2 separate regions of the Anser cygnoides genome follow, and region 1 is linked to region 2. The links are chromatin contacts, called in public Hi-C maps. All regions are on one chromosome and are shown on one strand. The core of a region is the stretch at or near the end of the contact, and the rest is flanking DNA. Distances in the headings are between cores, read along the strand shown.

Region 1 (7,419 bases), core at 1,795-4,294, 240 kb before region 2:
AGTCATCTTGGAGAAAGGCAAGTTGAAAGCAAAGTGTCAGCTGCAGTTTTCACCCCCCACAGGTCCCCATCACACGGTTACACATCAAATGGTTAAAAGTTCGTTTTCCCAGTACAGAAGGACCGCACAAAATCGATACTGGGAGCAGAGCTGCTGGGTCCCTTAAGCTACGTACAGCCCAGGCACCACAAGGAGCTGCCAGTTCAGGCTTCTGCCAAAGCTGTTCCTGATTGAAGGAGACGTGTAAACTCAAGCCAATTCGAACTTTTCTTGCGGGAGCCTGATGCTCTGGTGAGAGGCGTTGCACTGACAACACGAGACAGGTGTTTGTCCCAGAGGACTAGGGGCTGAATCAAAACAAATACGAATGTTGTGCTTACAGCTTTCACAGCAGACTACTTCCTCTTCCTTTTCTCCACTTGGTTGTACTGGGGGCTGTACAGCATGGTGAAAAGAATCAGAAGTGGTATCAGCAAGTAAGGTATGTATATCGATAACAGCATTAGGCGTTCGTGTTGTGTCTGAGGACCCAAATGCTCAGACTTTGAGAAATCATGAAAAAGGATGTGAGCAAGGATAGCAACCAAAGATGTAGCTACATGTGTGGAGTATATAATTGCAGGAGTCCTTATCCATTTGCAACCACCTGTATGGAAGCAAAAAAGAAAACTATTTAAAAGTTTTGAAACAAGCTGAATTTGGTGACTTTGAAATTAACAATATTATCTGTATTTATCACAGGACAACCATAAGCCATATCAAAAATGTACTAGAAAATAAGTACTCATAGCAACCCAGAGAAATAATTAAAACTTTCACGATTAAAACTTCACATGCTCATTCTAAATTTCCACAAAGTTAGAAGTGGGGAGTACACAGGCACAATCCAGAGCTTCACTGTCATTGGTAGCTTGCCAGATGTTAACTGTTGATACTGGTTTCACATAAGTGACTGCCGTTGTAAAGGGTCTGTAGTAACCGTTTTTATTTCTGACAGGGCTGCTTCTACTCTTTCTCAGGTGAAACTTGCCACGAAAATAGCACTCCGTGGGGTATGTCCCTATAATCACTTAAGACTGATAAAAACTGTCTCTGCAGCCAAAAAGCACTACGCAGAAATGCCGCACAGGACGTTTTCTTACACTTTTATACCAACCTTTTATGAAGGCGTACGCTGCAATGGGAAAGAAAGGCAGTTGTAAGAAGGCTTCACAATACATAAACGCCTTAAACCACTCTGGGGGCTGGATCATCATGGGATCTCGAAAGGTGACTGCATACCACTCTAACAACTCCGTCAGCTTAAGAAAAAAGAACACAGCTGCAGATTAATACACTGAATATCAATGGCACAAGGTGAAAAATAATTTTTGGAAAGCAATTGGCACAATTTCCTACCAAAACAAGACCAAAATCACAACAAATCTGCACGTTGGCATCAGCAGATACGAATGAACTTTCGCCTCTCCCTCCTCCTGCCCCTGCTGGTGCCCATCCAGGGGGCTCAGCGCCCCGGGGGCAGCTGCCCCAGCCGGGCCCCCCAGCGCCTGGCAGTGCGCGGGGCTGGCGGCTCGCTGCACTGCCCGAGTCTGACGGAAGGATTTGGGATTGGGGAGCTGCGGTTAGTTTCCATGACAGAAATGTAAGCTCCAGCACGGCTTAAGTTCAAAGTTGGACTTTGAACAGAGAGATATGTATTGAGGCTTGCTAGTTAACTATTAATTAGAAATGGCTTCTCTAATGAAATAATTGTACAGAATGGCAAAAATCAAATGCCCTAAATGTAAAGCTAGTGTGAAGGTACCGATCTCATCCTGATAGCACGAGTCAAACTGATCATCTTCTATTCATCTACCATTTTAATCGTCTTCCACAATTTTATTCAAAGCCCAGCAAAGTAGAAATTTTCACTAATAAAGGTGGCTGTTGGTCTGCCTGCTCCCACGTGGCAGTGACAGTTCCTGCTCCTGTCTTCTGCAGGCCAGCTGCGTGACCAGAGCCTGGCAGCCCCCAGTGACAGGAGCCCAGCAGCCCCAATGACGGGTGACAGGAGCGCAGCAGCCCCCGTGATGGGTGACCCGACCCAGCAGCCCCGGTGCCGGGTGCCGCAGGTAGGTTCCCCGCGGGCGGCTCTTGCCGGGCCGCTGTGCTTCCCCGCACTGCGAGACGCGCGGCCCACGCCCCGCACGCAGCGGGGGGGCTGCCGTCCACAGCACGGATTTATCGGGGGCTTTTCTTGCCCGAGCTCGTTGCTGGAGGCGTCCGCGCTGGAAGGAGCAACCTGCGCGCCCAACCAGCTGCTGAGCGTACCGGTAAACTGCATTTGTTCGCGTCCCTAGGTGGGCGGCGAGACGCAAAACACAAATCTTACAATAGCTCTGCGAGAGCAACCTGAGCGCTGCTGCCGAAGCGCACCGCGCTTCCCACCAGCGCCGCCGACATTTCCCCCCCACCCCCCCAACCCGCCCGGCCAGGCCCCCGCGGCCCCGACTCACGCTGCGCGGGGGGAGGCCGGCGGCGGGCAGCAGCGGCTGCAGGTCGATGAGCAGCGTGATGGGGACGTGCGACACGAAGTACAGCGCGAACAGCCGCTCCAGCCACCGCGTCCACGCCGCCATCGCCGCACGGCCCCGCCCCGCCCCGCCCCGCGGCGGAAGCGGCGAGCGGAGGCCGGGGCCCGGAGGGAGGCCGGGGGGTGCCGGCCGGAGGCCGCCTGGGCGCTGCGAGGCCCGGCCGGGGCCTCCCCCAGCAGCGGCCCGCCCGGAGCGGGACCAGCCGAGCCCCGCAGGCTGAAGGCTTCCTCACGCCCCCCCGCTTCTGGCAGGCTGGGCCAGCTGCAGGCTGCACAGCTACGGGAGCTGGAGCTGCCTTTGGCTTAATGTCGCATCTGGCTTGAGCCCGGCTGGACGAAGCGCCCTGGGAAGACAAAGCGTTGGTACCGGCCCACAGAGCCCTCCCGATCAGAGCCCGGAGCTCGCGGAGCAGGGTGCTGTGCCGGCAGGCAGCGCAGGGCTGAGCCCGTCCTTACGGAGCAGAGAAGGTGGAGGTGCAGCTCGTACAGCTCTTAGTGCCTGGAGTCCCGCCTTCCCAGTTATGAATGTCGCAAATGGTTTTAATCATTCCCAAGATGGATTGCAAAAGTATGCAATTTTCCATGAAATTATACCTGACAGAAGAATTTTTAAAAATGATAAAGAACAAACAGATACTCTGTTACCAAAACAAATAAAGCATAAATAAGATTATTACAAAAATTGCTACCCAGTAAACATTAAAATTATCTGTTCAGTCTGGTAAACAGTCGTAGGCTCCTGGCAGGCCAAACAGCAAAGTCCCAAACCCACCACTAAATTGGCTACAGGAGAAAAGCAGGTTCTTGCTTTTGTCATTTAACTGATTTGCCCTATTCAGTAGTGTACTTCCCAGGAAGTTGATTTTGGCAACTTACTTTTCCATAGCAGATCTTGTTTAGTTCCTTTGCATCACCATCAAGATGTATACATAAATACGTTAGGCCTTCTAACAGTAGGACATTTCTCTGGCAATCCGTGGATAATTTTGAAAAGTTGTATTTTGCACTTACTGCGCTCTTCTAAAGGCACAATTAATAAAAGGAGATGCAGAAGCTATACTTAAAGTGGTTAAAACTTGATTACAATCTAGTTCATTTGACAATAGTATCAACAAAGCTTAAAACTGATAAAAATGGAACTCTGAAAACTGCAGTCTACAGTGGATGCTAGATTTTAACCTCACTGAGAAACGAGCTCTCTCACCAAGCTCATGCTAGGAGTATGTGCAGAGACGCATGTGTTCGCTTTAGAAGCTGGACTGTCTTTGGCAGAAGCAGCTCTTAAGAGCTCTCACTTTCATTGGAATCAACTTACATTAAAAATGTGAAATGGAGTAGAGGCTACTGAAAACATTATCATAGCTTTTCTTTTTTTAAGCTATGTGCACACAATTTTACTTACCCATTTGTGCTAATTGTGCCAGTTTTAAACTACTCATTCTGCACAGTGCCTTGCCCACATTAATATCAAGACACCGTGGAAGGTTAATGTTCAAAAAGACATTTTACTCTTAATACATTTAAGAACAAAATTAACTCATGAGCCTCTAGCAGTGAGCTCAGAAAATACACTGATGCATAAAGTGAACTTTGCTAATTGTACCATTCATCTGCTCATACCCCGACAAAACTGTGTATCAAAATGAGAAGACCCAGCAAATGAACCGCACCTTTGTTTTCTAGTCTTATGCTGAAGGAGAATCTAACAAATAAAAAATGGCAGTGAATGAATGGAAAATAGTTCAGCAATTGACAGCCATGAAGCAATAATGACACCAGCATCAGCAGTTCTGAAACATGTTAAAACTTATCTCGTCAGAGTATGAAGACTTGGAAGAAGAGGCATATACCTGAGTCACAGACAGTATCTGTAGCAGCCCTGGGAAGACAGCCCGTGCTAAGCTAAGCTGACTCACAACTCTTTATATCACTTCAGTTCTTATGAGGTCTTGAGGCTTTAACTACACAGTTCAATTTGTTTAAACAAGTCATACGCATAAAACATGAACATTTTTATTCATATTGTTGCAACACCACTGCATGTTGGATTGTTTCCATTACGAGTATAGAAAAGATAAAAGCATTTGCACTGTAAAAAATGACACAAACTTGGCAAACAGAGTAAGATCTACACTTGCATGGATGGCTTTCAACCTCTCAAGTGCAAGTCAGCTGCTTGTTTTGATTTAATCAGAAAGTTTTGCCTTTATCCAGGATCAATTTTAAAGAGTAAATGAATATCATTTAAGTCACATATATGTGCATATATATGCCTTTACGCAGATGCGTGTGTAAAGAAATCAAAACCATGCCCGAAAGAAGATGTTATAAACTCTTTTTACTTGTATTCTTTTAGACAGCATTTAATCAAGATTGTAACAATCAAATCTTAAATAAAGGTAGGAGATGAGACAGGAAATAAAGATAACACACTTCTTTTTCAAATGTCACATTTAATGTTTTCACCACTGTACTTCAAATCTACATTTTACAAAGTGACCAGCAAGTGTGCCACATTAACTGACCAACTTCTGAGATTTTACCTTTCATACCAGTGTCTTCTTGGGCTCTTTTAATTAAACACGTTTCTCATTCAAGTGAATTGAAATGCTTCAGTTGGTTTTATTCTCAGGAGCCTCATAAAAAACAAAGATATTGCACCATCTTTGTTCAGTTATTCAATGTTTGTCTCTTTCACAGCAAATAATTACTTCATTGAAGTTAAAACTTCCAAACATAACTTACTAATAGTCTCCAATTTCAGCTCAGATCACTCGTTGAAAATACTCTGCTAAATACAGATAACTTACAATAACTTTAACAGTTAATTGTCCATAACAAACACCATGGTTTTTCTCCAGACCAATGTTCAAATTTTAAGACCACCCTTTAATATTTCTTTGTACAGGTGAAAAACAGTCTTCAATTTTCTAGTCTTGTTTTAAATATAAAAGTTGGAAGGGACATTCAAGTTTCAAGTCTCCACACTGAACTTAAAAAAAAAAAAATCATGTGGAGGTAAACAAACCAAGTTGTATACTCCAGGAGGTAGAGGCCTTCAATTTGTGTTCATATATACATATGCACAGAATTCAGTGTTCCAACAGAAAAAGAATTAGCCAAAAAGTAATAAAAGTTATTTACTACTGTGACATTTCAAGACTTCCACAGCTTTGCCTAAAGACACAAACACAATTAACATAATTCCCTATGTGCTTTTTTTTCCTTTCCTTTTTTTTCTCTCAACTGTCCAGTGCAGGAAAAAATTCTCACAAAATTTCACAGACCTAAAATGTGCAAGCTAGTTTCTCTCTATACAGCAATGATGTCAGGGATCTCTGAAATTAGCCCATAAATGGAATTATTTACACACATAGAAGATGCATGCTGGGGGGTTTTTATGTAAGAAAGAGCAGAAAAAACTTCTAATAAAAATAGATTAAATATATATATATATTTATACTGGGTAAGGAAACAGAAGTTTAGTCTCTCCTAGTCACAAACTCATTCTCTCTACTCACAACATCTGATTTTAGAACAGCACACATCACCATCACAGCTCTAGTGAGAAGCTATTTATAGATTGGATCACCAGGTGACATGCCCACCTACCGTGGTCACTGTCATCTGACATGACTTCATGATTGGTCGCAGTCAAGTTTTCTGTATTCCTTAGTTTTAGAAAACCCCAAATCTTCAGGAATGGCTCAATATCAAAATGTCTATCTTTTTGTACAATCTCTCTTTGATTAAAAAAAAAAAAAAGAAAAAAAAAGAAAAAAATCCTTCCCAAATTTGGTTCAATTCTGTTTGTTCTGAGCTGAGCCATCACAGCTGCACTAGAATTCATAAAACACGTGCAACTCTGGGTAAAATATTTTCTTCTAAAAGCACAACCACTTTACAAGATTAAAAGTCTAGTACATTTCTAAATATTATTCATATTGTACAAGTAGTGGTTGTTAATTTAAAACTTCATTAGTAAAATTACAGTACAAGCATGATTAACCTCCAGAATTGCAAATCCCAGACTCCAGTGGAAAGCTACATTACATCTTCAGTAGTATATTATCTTCCACTTTACTCCCAAACCAGTGGAGATGGCGGCATCTCAGACGGTTGAGCAACTGTGGAACTAGAATGCAAGTGACACAGAAAATCAGTGTTCATTTGCAAAAGCTAATAGACAAGAAAGTTAATGCTTGACCAGTAAGCAAACATTTCATCCCCCCCAAAAAGAACAGAACAAAACAAAAAAGATCAACAGGTAACAACACTGATGACTATTTCAGTATACTTTATCTACTTATTTTCTTAACAATTCTTTATCTATAGTTGCCATTCGCTTCAATGTTTTTACAGTGCAATTTTACAATCAGAACTCAACTTTTCAATCCCAATTTTTAGACTTAGTCTTGACTACTGTACTTTTCCATATTTACAAAAATATTACTCAAAATTTTTGCACATTTTACTTGAATTCTAAGTATTCATATTCTAAGTATTCGTAAAATTTAAGTGTTCGTATAACTACTTTAAAAATGTAACTACACATATGCTTAAGGCATTTTTTGCAGAATTTATCTATGGACCTCTCTTATCCTCGGAAACTCAAAACAAAAACATTATGGATGTATGAATTCTGTATTAATAATAAATGTGAATTAATATCAGATGTGATTACATACAGTTACCTAATAAAGCTCTTAAAAGCAGCAGACTGAGGGTTGATGCAGAGAGGTACTCTGTTTCCTTTCTGCTGTTCCAAAATGAACTGATGAATTATTTCTGTGAATAGGAGAAAAATAAAAAACAGACAATTAGATTAAAGCTTTGTGCTTCAGTTA
Region 2 (6,756 bases), core at 3,941-6,440:
GGATTATATTAAAATCAGGCATTATGAATTACTAAAATTAAGAAATATGCTCAGTGTCATACTCAGATTAAAATCAATTTTAAAAAAAAAATAATTAAAGCAGACATGCAAGTTCTAATTCAAGTTTGTTAAATGTTATTAACAAAATAAGCCAAAATATAAGATAAAGGCAACACAATTTAACCATGTAGCTTACTGAAATTCATGTATTACAAAACTATTTTATTAAAATATGCAGAAATAAATAGGGTTAAACTCTACAGTCCCCTCTTTTCAGTAACTACCAAAATTTTAAGAAATATACAGACAGAAAACGTAAGGTTAACATATTGTTACTCCAGTGGCATCCCTTTGAGTTTAAGATCACTTGTTTACAATTGGCTTGGATCACCAACGTCAGCCTAGGAAGAGAAACAGATACTGCAAGCAAAGAGAATTTTCACAGCCAAAAGTTATGTCTTTGGCAAAACAACAGGGAAGTCTAACCACATTATTAGAAAGAATTTATGCATTTTAAATCAAGTCAACAATTAAAAAAACAAAACAAAACATTAAGATTACAATTTACCCGGCCAATTGCATATTGTATTATATACATTGGTAAAAGATTATAATATTCTGGGATTTTACATGCAGTTGTACATTATATATAATCAAAATAAAGACTGTGCAGAATTACTTAATAGAACAATCTATATGTACTGAATCATAAGTTTATAGAAAATGTAAGTCTTTAGCATAAGATATATCCCTGAAAGAGCTCATTAGGGTTCTTGATTTTTTTCCCCTGACTCAGTCTTACTGCACAGATTAAGTGCAGGCATCTTGGATAAATATGTATGTTTGACCAAAGCAAACATGGCCTTAGTGCCTCACATACTTCCTACAACTGAACCATTTTACAATCAGTTATAAACGTGTTGACCAATTCCTCTAAGACCCCAACATTCCATAAAACTGGAAACTACATTTTAGGAGTCAGTGTTTCACTGCTGGGAAAATTTAAAAAAAAAAAAAAAAAAAAAGAAAAAAGAAAGAAAGAAAGCAGAAAGTGGACATCAACCAGCACCTGCGTACGTACAGTACACCTTGCAGTCGAATGCAAGGTTACTTCATCCTATGGTAAAGTTCGCCCCCAGCCTGGTAGCCAGAGATGCCACTCTTTCTGCCCAGCTAACACCATTGTGCTCCTGTGTGAGTGGTGCCAGCTTAACCTCAATCACACCAATATTGCTGCCACCACCTGTGACAGGGAAAGCAAGAAGCTTATGGAAAACACACAGCCTAAAGATATCAATGTATACATCCACATCTGCTCTATTTAAAGAAAAAACAAAACCCCAAACTCAACTATTCTCTATCAAATCTGCACTGATGATTTAAAGTATAAAATGCATTCGAACAGTCATCCATACAAAGTAGTACTCAATGATTGAATTGTGCTTTTTATTCAGCATCGCTACGCTTCATTAAACTACCCAAAAAGCCCCTGTAACTAAACTGACTTCCCTTTTCTCTTTTATCCTAATTTTTCAGTGCCAAGAAAAGCAGCTTATTGTATATGTGCTTTACCTGCACTGCTTTCAGTTCTCTAGCAGGGCATTACAATACAGCTGTAAACAAAACCACTATGCTGTTCTTCATTCTACATTTTTTAGACACGAGTGCCATTTGTATTCAAGAACACGAAGTATTTTTGTTCAGCAGGAGATACCATGACTGGCTCAGACTTTGAAAAGTCCTTTGCATTGAGCAGGAAATAGAAAGGATAAAATCAATAATAAAATAGTTTTATGCATTAGTCTAAGTATCTTATAACACTGGAAGCTTTAGTCTTCTTTGATTTTATACTATGAACATGTGCAGGACTATTTCTCAAAGAATGCTTAAAGTTTCTTCAACTAAAAGCAGTGCAAGTTCAATTCATAGATCAGTGTCTTAATGCACCATTTGCTAGTTTAATTTCATGCACTTTTACATCATCGTAAAACATTAGAAGTTCATGACACCGAGCACAAGCTTAATGTTAACTGAGATTTAAAATGATTATGCATACAATTCAGTAGATTTAATGAACAAGAAACTCTGACACATACTGCTTTACTAGCTCCAACAGAACAGAGAATGGAAGAGTCTGGAGAGAATGCACAACCATATACCCAGTTCTGATGTCCTCTCAACACTTTCATCATATTTCCTGGGGAAAAAAAAAAAAAAAAAGACACTCTAGTCCCATAAGAATTGGTTAAATACTACATATTCAATATGAAAAATATTTCCTATTTTTTCTTTTTAAAATTTTATGCTCTTTCCTAACAAGATCTTGCAGTGTCAGTCTACATAGAAATAAATATTCTGCAGCTTCTAAATCCTAGGTCCCTATTGAAAAGTCACTTCATGTACTGTTTTAATTTAACTCAGTACCAGCTTGTACCTTTAGAGTACATATAGATACAGAATTTCAAGAGAACATACAGATTAAGAGACTAATAGAAGGATTTTTTTTGAAAAGAAAGCCTGACCTGTGTTTATAGCAATAAATGAGGAGAGTATGTGCATACTTCTACGTGTTACAGCAGATGAACTTAAAATGCATACCGTCATCTTTCAGGTCCCACACTCTCAGTGTTTTGTCTCTGGATGCAGACACTAAAATCAGGCTGCCATCTGGGGCAAAGGTTAAATCTCTAACAACTTCTGTATGGTCCATCAGGTTAAGGAGGAGTTTTCCTGTTACATGAAAACAGTATTTGAAACAATATTAACTTTTTAAAAAACACAAGATACTTATTGACATACGTCCTTCCCCATACTCAAGAACAGAGAGTAACTTCTTGTTGTTGAAGTTTCCGTTGTTTGAAAGTATTTTAAAACTACAATCCAGAAGAACATTTCGGACTAAACAACCAATATGCCTGAAATCAATCACATACTTAGCCATTTTGCAGCACCAAGGCTTTCTCTTACATCACTTACATCTCAAAGCATGACCTGAGTCTGTTCCTTCCTCTAGCAGTATCAGATGTTCCTAGTTGCAGTTCATTATTTCAAAAATACTTAATTTGTATTCAAGAGTCAACTCCCAATTAAAATTCTGTAAAGAATTTTTTCTGCGTATTAATGTTCCTACTGCATAAAGTGACACTGACATGCCAACTTCCCCTCACACACTCTACCTGTATATACATCCCATATCTTGATGCGCCCATTGTTCAAGCCTGTTGCAAGTAGAAGCTGGTCTTGCCCAAATTTGAAACGATGCCATTCTATATTCACACAGCGACTCTGCTTCTCAGGCACCGAAGACCCAAAAGCAAGACTCCATACAATATCACCACAGTCTATTATATGTTCACAGGGCTTATTTTTCTGACCACTGTCACTGTTCTGTCTTGCAAGTCTTGTACTGATAGAATTTGCAACATTCTTTGTGCCATGCAACAAGCTGCAAAACAAACAAGAAAAACATAAAGAGTCTTTAAAAATAAGTAGCTACATATCGTGTGACATTCAGAATGCAATAGAACAGAAAGGTCTTTAAGATGTAATGAAATCTGTGAGTTGCCATGACGTACACGCATGGAGGCCCATAAGAATGCATTTTTACTTTCAAATTATAAAAGCTGGGTTTTCTTATAACTGTCAAGAATTATTAACCCTTGGAAAACTTCTACAAAGACTGTCCATGTCTTCACCTCTGTAGAAACATATTAACTCACTTTGAAAAACATTACAAGCATTTACAGACAAAATAAGCTACAAAAATGTCTAACACTTCCTGCTAAATAAGCAAGAAGTTCCCTGCAATTCACTTACGTTCATGGAAAACTGGGATGAGACATTGAAACCAGCATATGAAAAACAACTAAACCGTCACCAGCAACAGGAAAACAAAAAAAGGGATTTGCTGGGAACAATGGAAGCAAAACTTAACTAAGTACAAAGATTCAACTGCTAGATACTAACTTCTTTAAAATGTAACCTACAGCTGAAAATAAAACATCTTTTGGAACTTAACTTTCACTCTAAAGTGAATAATAATAGAAGGGGTCTGCCTTTAAGTAAATTCCTAGAAGGTAAAAATAAAATAGCCCTCTGATAGGAAATGTAAGAGTCCAGATCTGCTTTAGTTTTCAAAATTCCATGTTCGTTCTAACTTCCGCTTATTTTAGAGCACTTGACTGAATTAGTAAATTACTCCGTTGTGAATTTGCAATACAATTGTTTCTCTGGCTGGCCACAGAGAAGGAGATAATGGCTAGTACTTTAAAGAACTATTTTTTCCTAAGATGTCAAGGCTTAAAGAGACAATATATGAGTTTGAATCTATTAAACATTATCTTCTATTTGGAAATTCTTAAGCTTTCAGTTTAAGAGCTGTATGGTTTTATCTTACAAGTTATTAAGGCACTGGGACCAGGGGACCAGCTTCACTATGCGATGCCCTTGTGACCAAGCAAAGTAAGATCCATCGGGAGCAAACGCAACAGTCCAGTTCTCACGTCCACACTTCTTGTCAAAAGGAGAAGTGGGGGCTAACAGTTCTCCTACAGTACGTGATCGTGCTGAAAAGAAAACAAAGAGGAAATTCCATTAAGAAATAAATTCAGCATATTTTAAAAAGTTACAGAGGAACCAGGCGAAACGTTAATTATTTTGCTTTTATTTGTCTTACGGTCACAATATAACCAAGCAAACGAGCAAGCCTCAGCTGCAAAGGAGGTTGAGTCCCTACGGCCGCACAGCCGGCCGCGCACACGGACCGGGGCCTTCGCCGCGCCGCCACAGCGGGGGGAACGCGGGCGAGCGGCCGGCACCCGGCGGCCCTCGGCCCCGCCACGATCGCGGCCGCTCGGTGCCCGGGCGCTGCCGGCAGCGGCAGGCGGGGAGCCCGGCTGGGAGCCCGGCGGCCCCCCCGCGCGCCGCCCGGCCCGCTCCCGCCCCCCCGGCCCGCTCGGCCCGGCCGCCCCTCACCGATGAGCTTCTCGTTGACCCTCGGGGGAAAGCTGGCCATCGACGGGGCCGCCCTTCGGAACGGCTCGGGCGCGGAGCGGGGACCTGCGGCGCGAGCGGGCGCGGCTGAGGGGGAGCGACCGACCGCCGCTCGCCGGGGCGCAGGCACTGGGACAAAATGGCGGCGGCGGCACGGGGAGTAGCGCGGCGGGGAGGGGCGGCCTCGCCCCGCGGGCGGGCGGGGGACGGGCGGCCTCCTCCGGCCTCCTCCGGCCTCCCTCCTCGCTGCGCCCCGGCCGCCAGCACGGCCTGCGCCTCGCCCCCCGCTGCCGGCCGGCCCCGGGCCCCCGCCGCCCGTCTCTGATCCCCGGTGCCTCGTCCCGACCTGCCCGCGCCCCTCCTGCCGCCGTCCCGAGCGGGCCCGGCCCTCCCCGCCCGCCGGAGCTCGCTCTGCAAAAGCAGCGCGCGTTCCTTGAGGCGGTCGAAGCACGCGGCCTGACGGGAGCCCTGCCTTCGCTGTAAGAACGTCCTGGATGTGCTTAAAATACAGCCTGTGCCCGTCGTGCCTGGGAGGAAAACCGGGTTGTGGTGCTGTCGTGGCGAGGCCCGCGGGTGCCGCCCGTTTTAGCCACCCCACAGGCCCCTCCGGGTCACCTCTTGACCCTGGGAGCGGGCTAAGCCTGCGCTAGCCTGGCTCCTGCCTCCCTGCCTTGGACAGAGGTCATCTCCATTATCTTCTAAGGCACGTTGTGACATCCTTGATGTCTGTTGACTGTGGGACTGCAAGGCAACACGTAAAACAAAAAGTATGCGAAAGCTTATATGAATGCGTTGCAGAACGTGTGTGTGATACTGACCTGCACGCTTGATTCTATCTTCCCTGACCAGGAGCTGGAAAATTCTTGGGATTTTCCTACTCTCCTGATGTTTCGTTATAAAACTGTACAGTTCACTGTCTAGATCCAGCAAGATCTGGTTTATGCTCAACTTTTAAATGTATAGTTAAGGTTAATGGGGTTGCCCATAAACTACTTGTCCCCGAGGCCACCTCGTTCTGTGTGGTTTTGTCTTAAGGTCTGCGTATTCTTTCCCCTTCCTTTTCCCCATTCTCCTTTTGCACATCTAAGTTCTGCCCCTCTTCTAAGACTTCTTTCCATGCTCTCTCTTTGTACTTCAAGACAGCACATAGTATAATTAACTGCAGCTAATAACGATGATTTCATTCCAAAGTAGTGGCCCTGCTGGTGGAAACACTGAAGTAGCCATAGGGTTTAGCTATTCTGCTGTAGCAACAGATATTACCCTTGTGCAATCAAGGCCAGCAGAGCATTTTTTAAATCATGTAGTAAAACAGTGTTAAAGAAATGAGCAGGAAGAAGTTCTGAGTATGTCTGAGTAGGTCCCAACACTTGTTTGGTACTCTCTTGGCCCATCCTAGCACTGACCTGTCCCAGGGCTTCCTGGCAGCGTAACGCTGCTCCTGCTCTATCCATCCTCTGCTGCCTGCAGATGGAAAAGCCCTGACCAGCTGTCTCCACATAACTCCCCAACTTCTCGTAACAAGGCAGATCCGTAGCCATTGTGAAATGCTGCCTTGGAGTTACACATGAGTCGTGAACGTTTGAACCAGGCCATCTCGTAGCTGAGATGACTCACGTTGTAAGAGTTCTCCCGGGGGTCTGAGCCTCACCTGCAGCCAGGATAAGGCTGGGTTCTGTTTGCTTACCTTGGGGGGCTGTTACAGCCAGGAAAGATAGCAGTCAAGTTACACAGCTTTGTAGGGCTGTTGCCATGTTACTGGCC

The links. A called contact is a pair of places that touch in the nucleus more often than the background predicts.
Region 1: a contact with region 2 is called in a Hi-C map of liver, with 2.4 times the contacts expected there. The contact joins the promoter of TMEM97 here to the promoter of WSB1 in region 2. A contact is called at or near these places in 2 of 7 Hi-C or Micro-C datasets (both in liver).

What each region holds. Positions count from the first base shown.
Region 1 is chr18:12,265,206-12,272,624 of Taihu_goose_T2T_genome, reverse strand. TMEM97 (transmembrane protein 97) reads right to left here and starts at 3,044. Exons shown (of 3, transcript XM_048074105.2): 1 at 2,496-3,044; 2 at 1,157-1,301; 3 at 1-646. The coding sequence starts at 2,618. The coding sequence ends at 396. NLK (nemo like kinase) reads right to left here. Exons shown (of 12, transcript XM_066979522.1): 11 at 7,261-7,360; 12 at 4,564-6,707. The coding sequence ends at 7,263.
Region 2 is chr18:12,024,296-12,031,051 of Taihu_goose_T2T_genome, reverse strand. It overlaps WSB1 (WD repeat and SOCS box containing 1), which reads right to left and starts at 5,190. Exons shown (of 9, transcript XM_066979823.1): 1 at 4,975-5,190; 2 at 4,397-4,565; 3 at 3,177-3,445; 4 at 2,599-2,730; 5 at 2,097-2,197. The coding sequence starts at 5,014.